2 separate regions of the Triticum aestivum genome follow, and region 2 is linked to region 1. Evidence: chromatin contacts called from public Hi-C data. All regions are on one chromosome and are shown on one strand. Each heading gives the region's core, a stretch centred on a gene start, on an enhancer-like site or on the middle of the called end of the contact. The rest is flanking DNA. Distances are from core to core; before and after follow the strand shown. Region 1 has its middle 8.7 kb from the start of LOC123052199. Region 2 holds the start of LOC123052200 (probable LRR receptor-like serine/threonine-protein kinase At1g74360).

Evidence for each region. Hi-C and Micro-C count contacts between places; a contact is called where the count stands out from the background.
Region 2: a Hi-C map of leaf shows a contact between it and region 1, with 10 times the contacts expected there. The contact joins the promoter of LOC123052200 here to the enhancer-like site in region 1. A contact is called at or near these places in 2 of 5 Hi-C or Micro-C datasets (both in leaf).

Annotation. Positions count from the first base shown.
Region 1 is chr2D:136,115,059-136,118,588 of IWGSC CS RefSeq v2.1, reverse strand. No RefSeq gene overlaps it. Among protein-coding and RNA genes, the nearest start is that of LOC123052199, 8.7 kb to the right of the region's middle. Within about 2 kb of position 1,833, at least 2 of the 8 cell types and tissues checked have an H3K27ac peak or open chromatin away from gene starts, as enhancers often do. A contact at or near this core is called in leaf, where this site is marked.
Region 2 is chr2D:136,622,754-136,626,383 of IWGSC CS RefSeq v2.1, reverse strand. LOC123052200 (probable LRR receptor-like serine/threonine-protein kinase At1g74360) reads right to left here and starts at 2,364. Exons shown (of 2, transcript XM_044475312.1): 1 at 2,094-2,364; 2 at 1-1,975. The coding sequence starts at 2,139.

The sequences.
Region 1 (3,530 bases), core at 584-3,083:
CATAAATACGAATGTTGAAGCTGTGCTCAAAATAATGAATGGATTGAGCTGGCATTTGGTGGAGGATGGTTATTTGGGCATAGGAAAGCACTGTAGAAAATGGATACTATTTGGACATGCCAAAGTGGTACTTCCTTCACAAAGTGTTGTTCTGAACAGAATATGAAAATGAATATTGTTGAATTATTTTTTAACTAGGCAAGGAAGGTTTTTTACATATTTCACGAAGATATGACCCAAAGAATTTATGAGGATTTTTTGGGAATTTTGGGAATGACAGAAATATAGGTTGCTTCACAACCTGGGGCAAAAAATGCCACATGGACATGACACATAGGCAAAACTGATGAGGTGGCGCCTAGTCATAGCAACCCACCACAATTTACAAGGTTATGTCCATCTATATTGGTCGTGATCAGCTAGAAATAAGGCAGCGGACCAGTGCTATCTGCTTTATGACCATTTCGTATAAGGAAATTACGACCTTTCTGACCAAAATGGCATTATAGTTTAGGGTTTGGAGCCCCCCGAACAGCTTTTGACCAATTGGTCTGAAATGGTCATAGATCTATGACCAATTCTTCCAGGGTCACTGACAGAAGGTCACTAGTTGACATATTTCTTGTAATGAACAGGCAGGACGTAGGGTATTACTCTCTGAAGGCCCGAACTTGGATAAAAACCTCGTGTAAACTCCACTCTAAGACTTTTAGCCGGGCTTGGACCCCTACCGAGGGATCTGACAGTTTTTTGCACCATCACCGCGGACACCAGGCGTCTTCGAGCAGGAGGAGATACACAACCCAGAAATCATCGGCCGGTCGCCAGCCCTGCGAGAAGGGGCGGTCATGGAGTTCGGGCTCGAGGCCATGGCTTCAGCACGGGGCAGGAAGAGGGAGAGGGAGGTGTCCAACTTAGATTGAGCGGCTAACGGCAGTAGGAGGTGGACGTAGTGTCGGAGTGACGCACGGGCGTACGCTCAGAGGGAGGAGCGTAGACTAGAGTGGTGTGATATTGTGTACCACTTCACTTGTCCATTCATATGGCGACGTGCATGCATTTTTTTTTGTAAAGAAATAGTATAAGAGTGTTTAGATCACTACTTTATTAGTGATCTAAGCTTCTTATATTTCCTTAAGGAGGGGTACGTAATATCGGCTCCTCATTTTCTGACAAAAACCCTAATGTTTCCACGCGCCTTTTCCAACCGGCCATATGGCGACGTGCAAGCATATGCATGCATCCATGCGAGAACAACAATTTTTCACATTAGTTTACACGCATGCGTGCATGGCGTGGTTTTGAAGAAAACTGTTCGTCGTCTGACTAACGCGCATGCGTAAACATCCTCCCGTACGGAGGCACCATTTTTCTCCAGCGATTACTTGGGGTTTGGATTGAACCCGTGGCGTGCTGCTTCTTTTTCCGCGGGGAGAACTCGTGCTTTTGACCGAAAAGAAAACTAACCTGCACGTATGCGTATGCCCTTGTTTCTTTCGGGTTAGGTGGGATGCGACGCGACGCGAAATTAAATTACGCTGAAGTAATTAGGTCGCCATGAACACATGATGAACAGCGTGTCACATTCTCCCCCTGGCCTCTAGAAGAGACACGCACAAAATCCGGTGAGAAGTTACACCTACCTAGCCGCGCCGCGCGGCGGACAGGATCTTGGCTAACTAACCGGCGGCGTGTGGCTTGAGCTGCACGTGCAGTCTCCACATGTCCTTGTCACAGCACAATTAACATGGTGCTTTACGTCTGGCACAGAGCCGTGAAGACGCCAGAAACCAACAGCTCTCCTGTCTAGTGATGGATGATCCGTTTAGATCCGGGAAGCAGAGACGGAATGATTGTTGGATCGAGGCACGCGCATGGTTGGTCGCGAGCACATGCACAGCGCATAGCAGAAGCATATACGTACGCGACAAGACAGAAGTGATCGGGACGACGGTGCTGTTGCGAATGATCTATCTGCCTTCGCTCAGTCGTTTGTTCCCTTCCCGTCGTCGCAATCAGCGGCACATGCGTCCGGCTAACTTTGATGGACGCTTGAAAAAAAAACTTTGATGGATGCTCCTTGGTTTGTTTTTTTAACATGGTACTTACTACAACTACAACACAAGTGTCCACGTACATGCACATACCCTCATTCATATAAACGCATGCACTCACATTCTATTTTTATGATCATTTTCAAGATACTAAGCGAGGACAACATCTAAGACTACCCACAATAAGAGTAACATAGGTAGTAACATCACATATATCTAGATAAAATAGATGATGTGACAAGTAATAAATGAAGAAAGAGAGGCATGTAGTAACATAGCTAGTTACTACTAGTATGAGTAACATCACACATATCAAGGCAAGATAAGTCTATAGCATAATAAATGAAGTGTTGCATGTTACCACACATATGTTGCTCCTCACTATAGAAGTAGTAACATAGAGTAATAACATGCCCATGTTACTACTGTATGTTACCATCCATTGTGGCTAGTCTAAAGATTGTAGAAGTCATTCTAAGAGGGTGCTTGATACGTTTTAGTCTCATGATTAAAAGTAGTGGGACTAAAACTTGCTAGCCTCACCCATGCTTGGATCCAAATATTAAAGAGACTAAAATCAAGTTAATGGGCATTTATTATCCTTCAAACCCTTCAATACAGAACTCGCATATGTTAAAGGAAGGGAGTTAAATGAGGAAAGAGAGGACTAATTCACATTTTAGTAGGGGTACCCTGACTAAAAAAATTTAGTCTCAAAACTAGTTTTAGCGTCTTTTTAATCATGCTTGCAACTTTAGCATCTTAAAAAGACACAAACGTCTTTCTAGTCAATGAAAACGTCTCCTCCCGACACGTGAAACGCCAAAGACGACGCGCGGCCGGATAGCAGCGGCTCTGTGTGTCCCGATGCAGGCGATCGAGGCGTCGCAAGCACACATGTTACGCGCGTGCGATCATTGGGGTGGGGGCGATACGTGACGAGGCAGCGGTCAAACGTTTGTTATGCATGGTCAACATAAGCACGCTAGGTAGAGTGCAGGCGAGCGTACGTGTGCGGCGATGTGGATCGACGTCGACGGTCGACCTGCTTGATTTGATTGCTTGCATTTGCATGCACGCGTCGGGCGACTCAGAGCGTGTGGTATTGGCCGGGACGCTGAGAGTTTGTGCAAGGAAGGCACTGATTGATCGTTATGCAGACCGTATCTCAGCTGTCGTTCTCTTTTTCCAAAAAAAAATTAAGTTAAAAGAAATCAAGTCGTTCTTTTTTTTAAACACCTATAACTTTATTCATACTCATAACAATTACAGGTACACTGATTTGAACCTAAGATAAAAAATACAAAGTAACTCCTATAATTATTAATTGCAATGAAATTTCTTGAAAACACCTTCGCAGTATCAATCTCTACTCGAAGAAATACTCTAAAGACTTTGGTAAAGAGGCTGCAATTGGACTGAAGCAATGATGTTGTCAGTCTTTCAACCGTACGAACATTACCAATAACTAGTAGA
Region 2 (3,630 bases), core at 1,115-3,614, 510 kb before region 1:
AACTGGCCGGTGGTGGAGACATTGCCGGAGAGGAGTGGGTTGTACGACACGTTGAACATTGATAGCTCGGTGAGCTTGAACAGGCTCGCCGGGAGCTCGCCGGAGAGGTTGTTGAAGGACAGGTCCATCCTCTCGATGCACAGAATGTCGCCGATCTCCGACGGAATCGGGCCCGAGAGGTTGTTCCTCGAGACGTTCAGCATGACGAGCGGGAGCCGGCCGATCTCCGGTGGCAGCTGCCCCGTGAGACGGTTGCCGTCGAGGTGGAGCAAGCTGAGGCTCCGCATTGCGCCGATCTGTGACGGTATCTCGCCGGAAAGCAGGTTCCCTGACAGCTGCACGTACCCGGAGACCGTGTTGGACCTCGCCGGCGACGACGAGTTGGTGCAAATTGGGACGATTCCGTAGCCCTTGAGGATGCGGTCCCATATGCTGCGGCAGTTCTCCCGGGTCATGACGGAGTAGACGAAGCTGAACGGGGGATAGCTCGCCGGGATCCACCGTTTCATGGCCTGGCACTCGCCGGAGCCGGCGAGCACGCTCGTATCATTCCGGTTCTTGGCGAAGGTCGGGCCGGGATTCCTCCCTATCTCTGCCATCTCCGGTGGAATCTTGCCAGTCAACCGGTTGTCGGCCAGGTTCAGCCAGAGCAAGCTGGTGCAGTTGCCGATTTCAGGTGGTATCTCTCCGGAGAGCTGGTTCCCGGCGAGCATCAGCCATAGGAGCGACGTGAGGTTTCCTATGCTCGCTGGGATCCCACCTGTGAGCGTGTTGTTAGACAGGTCTAGCGCCTGGAGCTCGGCGAGACAGCCGTACACCGGCGGTATGGTGCCGGAGAAGTTGTTCTCGGCGAGCATCAGGTACTTGAGGCTCTTCATGTTGGCCACCTCTGGAGGGAGTTCGCCGGTGAACTGGTTGAAGCTGAGGTCGAGCCTGGCGAGCAGCGGTAGCCGGAGCACGCCGGAGGCCACGATGCCGCCGGTGTAATTGTTGTGATGAAGCACAAGATACTTCAAGCTCGTAAAGTTGCCGAAAATCTGTTGCACGTCGCCTCCAAAGTTGTTGGTGCTCATGTCCAAGAACTGAAGTCTCCCGCAGTTCGTCAGCTCCGGCGGTATCTTCCGATCGAACTTGTTGTTCCCAAGAATCAACGTCTCGAGGACGGCGAGCTTCCCGATTCCGGCAGGTATAATCCCAGTGAAATTATTCCCCCACAGCGACATGTACGTCAAATTCGTGCAATTGGCGACGGAATCCGGGAAGCCCCCGACCAGCTGGTTATCGGAGAGGTCCAAGGACTGGAGCCTGCAGCCGTCAGGAAACGTGCTCCACGGGACGCTCCCGGTGAGGTTGTTCTCGGCGGCGCTGAATTCCCTGAATTTCGCGATTCCAGGCCATAGCTCGCCGGTGAAGTTGTTGGAGCTGAGGTCGACCTTGTCGAGCCTGACGCAGCCATCGAACAGGCCGGTGATGTTGCCCGTGAGATTGTTGGTGGACAGGTCGAGCAAGTTGAGGTCGGCGCATATCGCCGGGAAGTTGACGGCGACGCCGCCCTCGAGCCGGTTCCCCGACACGTCGAGCGTCTGTAGCCTGGTCAGCCCGGAGAGGTTGAGCGGACCGGTGATGAGGTTGTGGGAGAGGTTGAGGTGCAGGAGGCCGCGGCATTGGTTGAGGTCGGCGGCCGGGAGCGGGCCGTTGATGGAGTTGCCGGAGAGGTCGAGCGACGTGAGCGCCGAGAGCCGCGAGAAGTTGCCGAACACCTGGCCGGAGATGGTCGAGCCCGCCAGGTTCAGAGACGCGACGCGGCTGCCCCTGTCGCAGCCGACGCCCTTCCACTGGCACGGCGACAGGTCCGACTCCTGCCACCCGTCGTAGTCGCCGCGGTTGAACCTGTTGTTGGCAACCAGGAAGCGCTTGAGCTCCACCAGCACCTCCTTGTCGCCGCCGCTCTGCGCGCCTGTCAGCGCCGCCTCACCTTCAAGAGTAATCGACCCACTCAAATTAGACCGACTCCACGCGCAATTCAGCTCTCACGCCCCAAGAAGAGAAGAAGATAAGAGAGCAAGAAAGAAAGGGAGGCCGGCGGTATGTACCTGCGAGGAGGAGTAGGCAGAGGAACCGGAGGAGCAGGGGAGACATGGCTTGCCCTCCTGAATAATCATGGACGAATCGAATCCTAGACGAAAGGTGTGCCTCTCCTCATGCGCGAGCCGCCTATGCCTATGCTTCTTCTTGGCTCGGCGCCTCTGCTCTGCTCGGTGTTCGCTTGGCTTGCCCCACAATCCGAAGACGAGGCCGACGAGGGGTGTGAAGTAAGCAAGCGAGGAAAGGAAAGACAAAACAAAAGTCTGAGGTTGTTTAGGGGTTAATCCACATGTGGGTGGAGGGACTAGTATGCAGAGGGGCGTCGCTGTCCCCCGTCTGGACCTTTGAATTCTCGCTGTTCCATCTTTGTTAATTCGGCGCTGACTGCACGGGGAGCCAAAAGGGCACGAGTCTGACCGACTCACTGGTTTGGTTGTGGCCTCTGAATTCCCTTCCTCCCTCCCTTGCTTTCCCTCCAAGGCCTTGATTTGTCGCCGTTTTTAACTGGCGATTTTTAAATTTGAGAGAACGCACGTCAGCAATGTCGGGAATAAATACTCGCACTGCGGGAACAAGAAGGGATCGGCAATTTTTAACAGCTCCGGCGACATCTCAAGTTACCATATGGCCGCATGACGACATCTCAAGATCCTTGCTCGTTGCGTAGGTGCCCGCCGAAATTCCACCGGAAGCTTCGTTGGATGTTGTTTCTCTTCTCTTGATCTACTATACTAACATTTTCATTTTTCCATGAGAGAAAAGCTGGTAGTACTATGATGTTTTGGCTTGGACTGTTGGTCCAGGTAATAGCGGCCGCCGTTGTTGACAGGCGAAAGGACGGCAACGGTTTGGGTCAGCCTGCCGCCGGAGTTATGATGGGGCCGAAGCGAACGGCCTGCGCACGCACGGGTGCCCCGTGCGCGTGGTGGGCGCGCGCGCGTGCAGACGTGAAGCTTCCAAAACGCACAACGCAGTAATGATGCGCCCTGCGCGTGTGAAGAGTTAACGCGGCGATAAACGGACACACGTTTTCTTTGTTGGAAGTGCCTATAACTCATTTAGATGAGATATAATTTGGTTTCATTCACCTTAAAAACAAAAACAGGTACAACTCACGTCAGCACACACGCATCTTATAGCATCACATCCAATGGCTATAAAAGGTGAATGAGACCAAACTATATCTCATTTAGATGAGTTCTAGCAAAACTGTTCTTTGTTTTAGGTTGGCCAAGCGGTCGGGCGCGTCTACTCTTTGGTTTGGGTCAATCGATGCGTCCAACAAGTGGCAAACTTATTTTTTCTCGCGTCTATTTTTTTTTTAAAAAACACGCGGCCAAAATGAATATAATTAAACCTTAAATAGCCGGTCAACCGCTGGCCAAAGTTCACTTAAAGATTAATAAAACTCTAAAAAACTAAAAAAAAGTCTGCGCGGTCTGCGTGTTGCCCTAGGCGTCGTCGTCATCCTCTTCCCCGGGGCCGATGGGTCGATGAACGTCGGCGCCGGCCTAGCCCAGGGGAACGCGGTTTTCCACGCCGCAC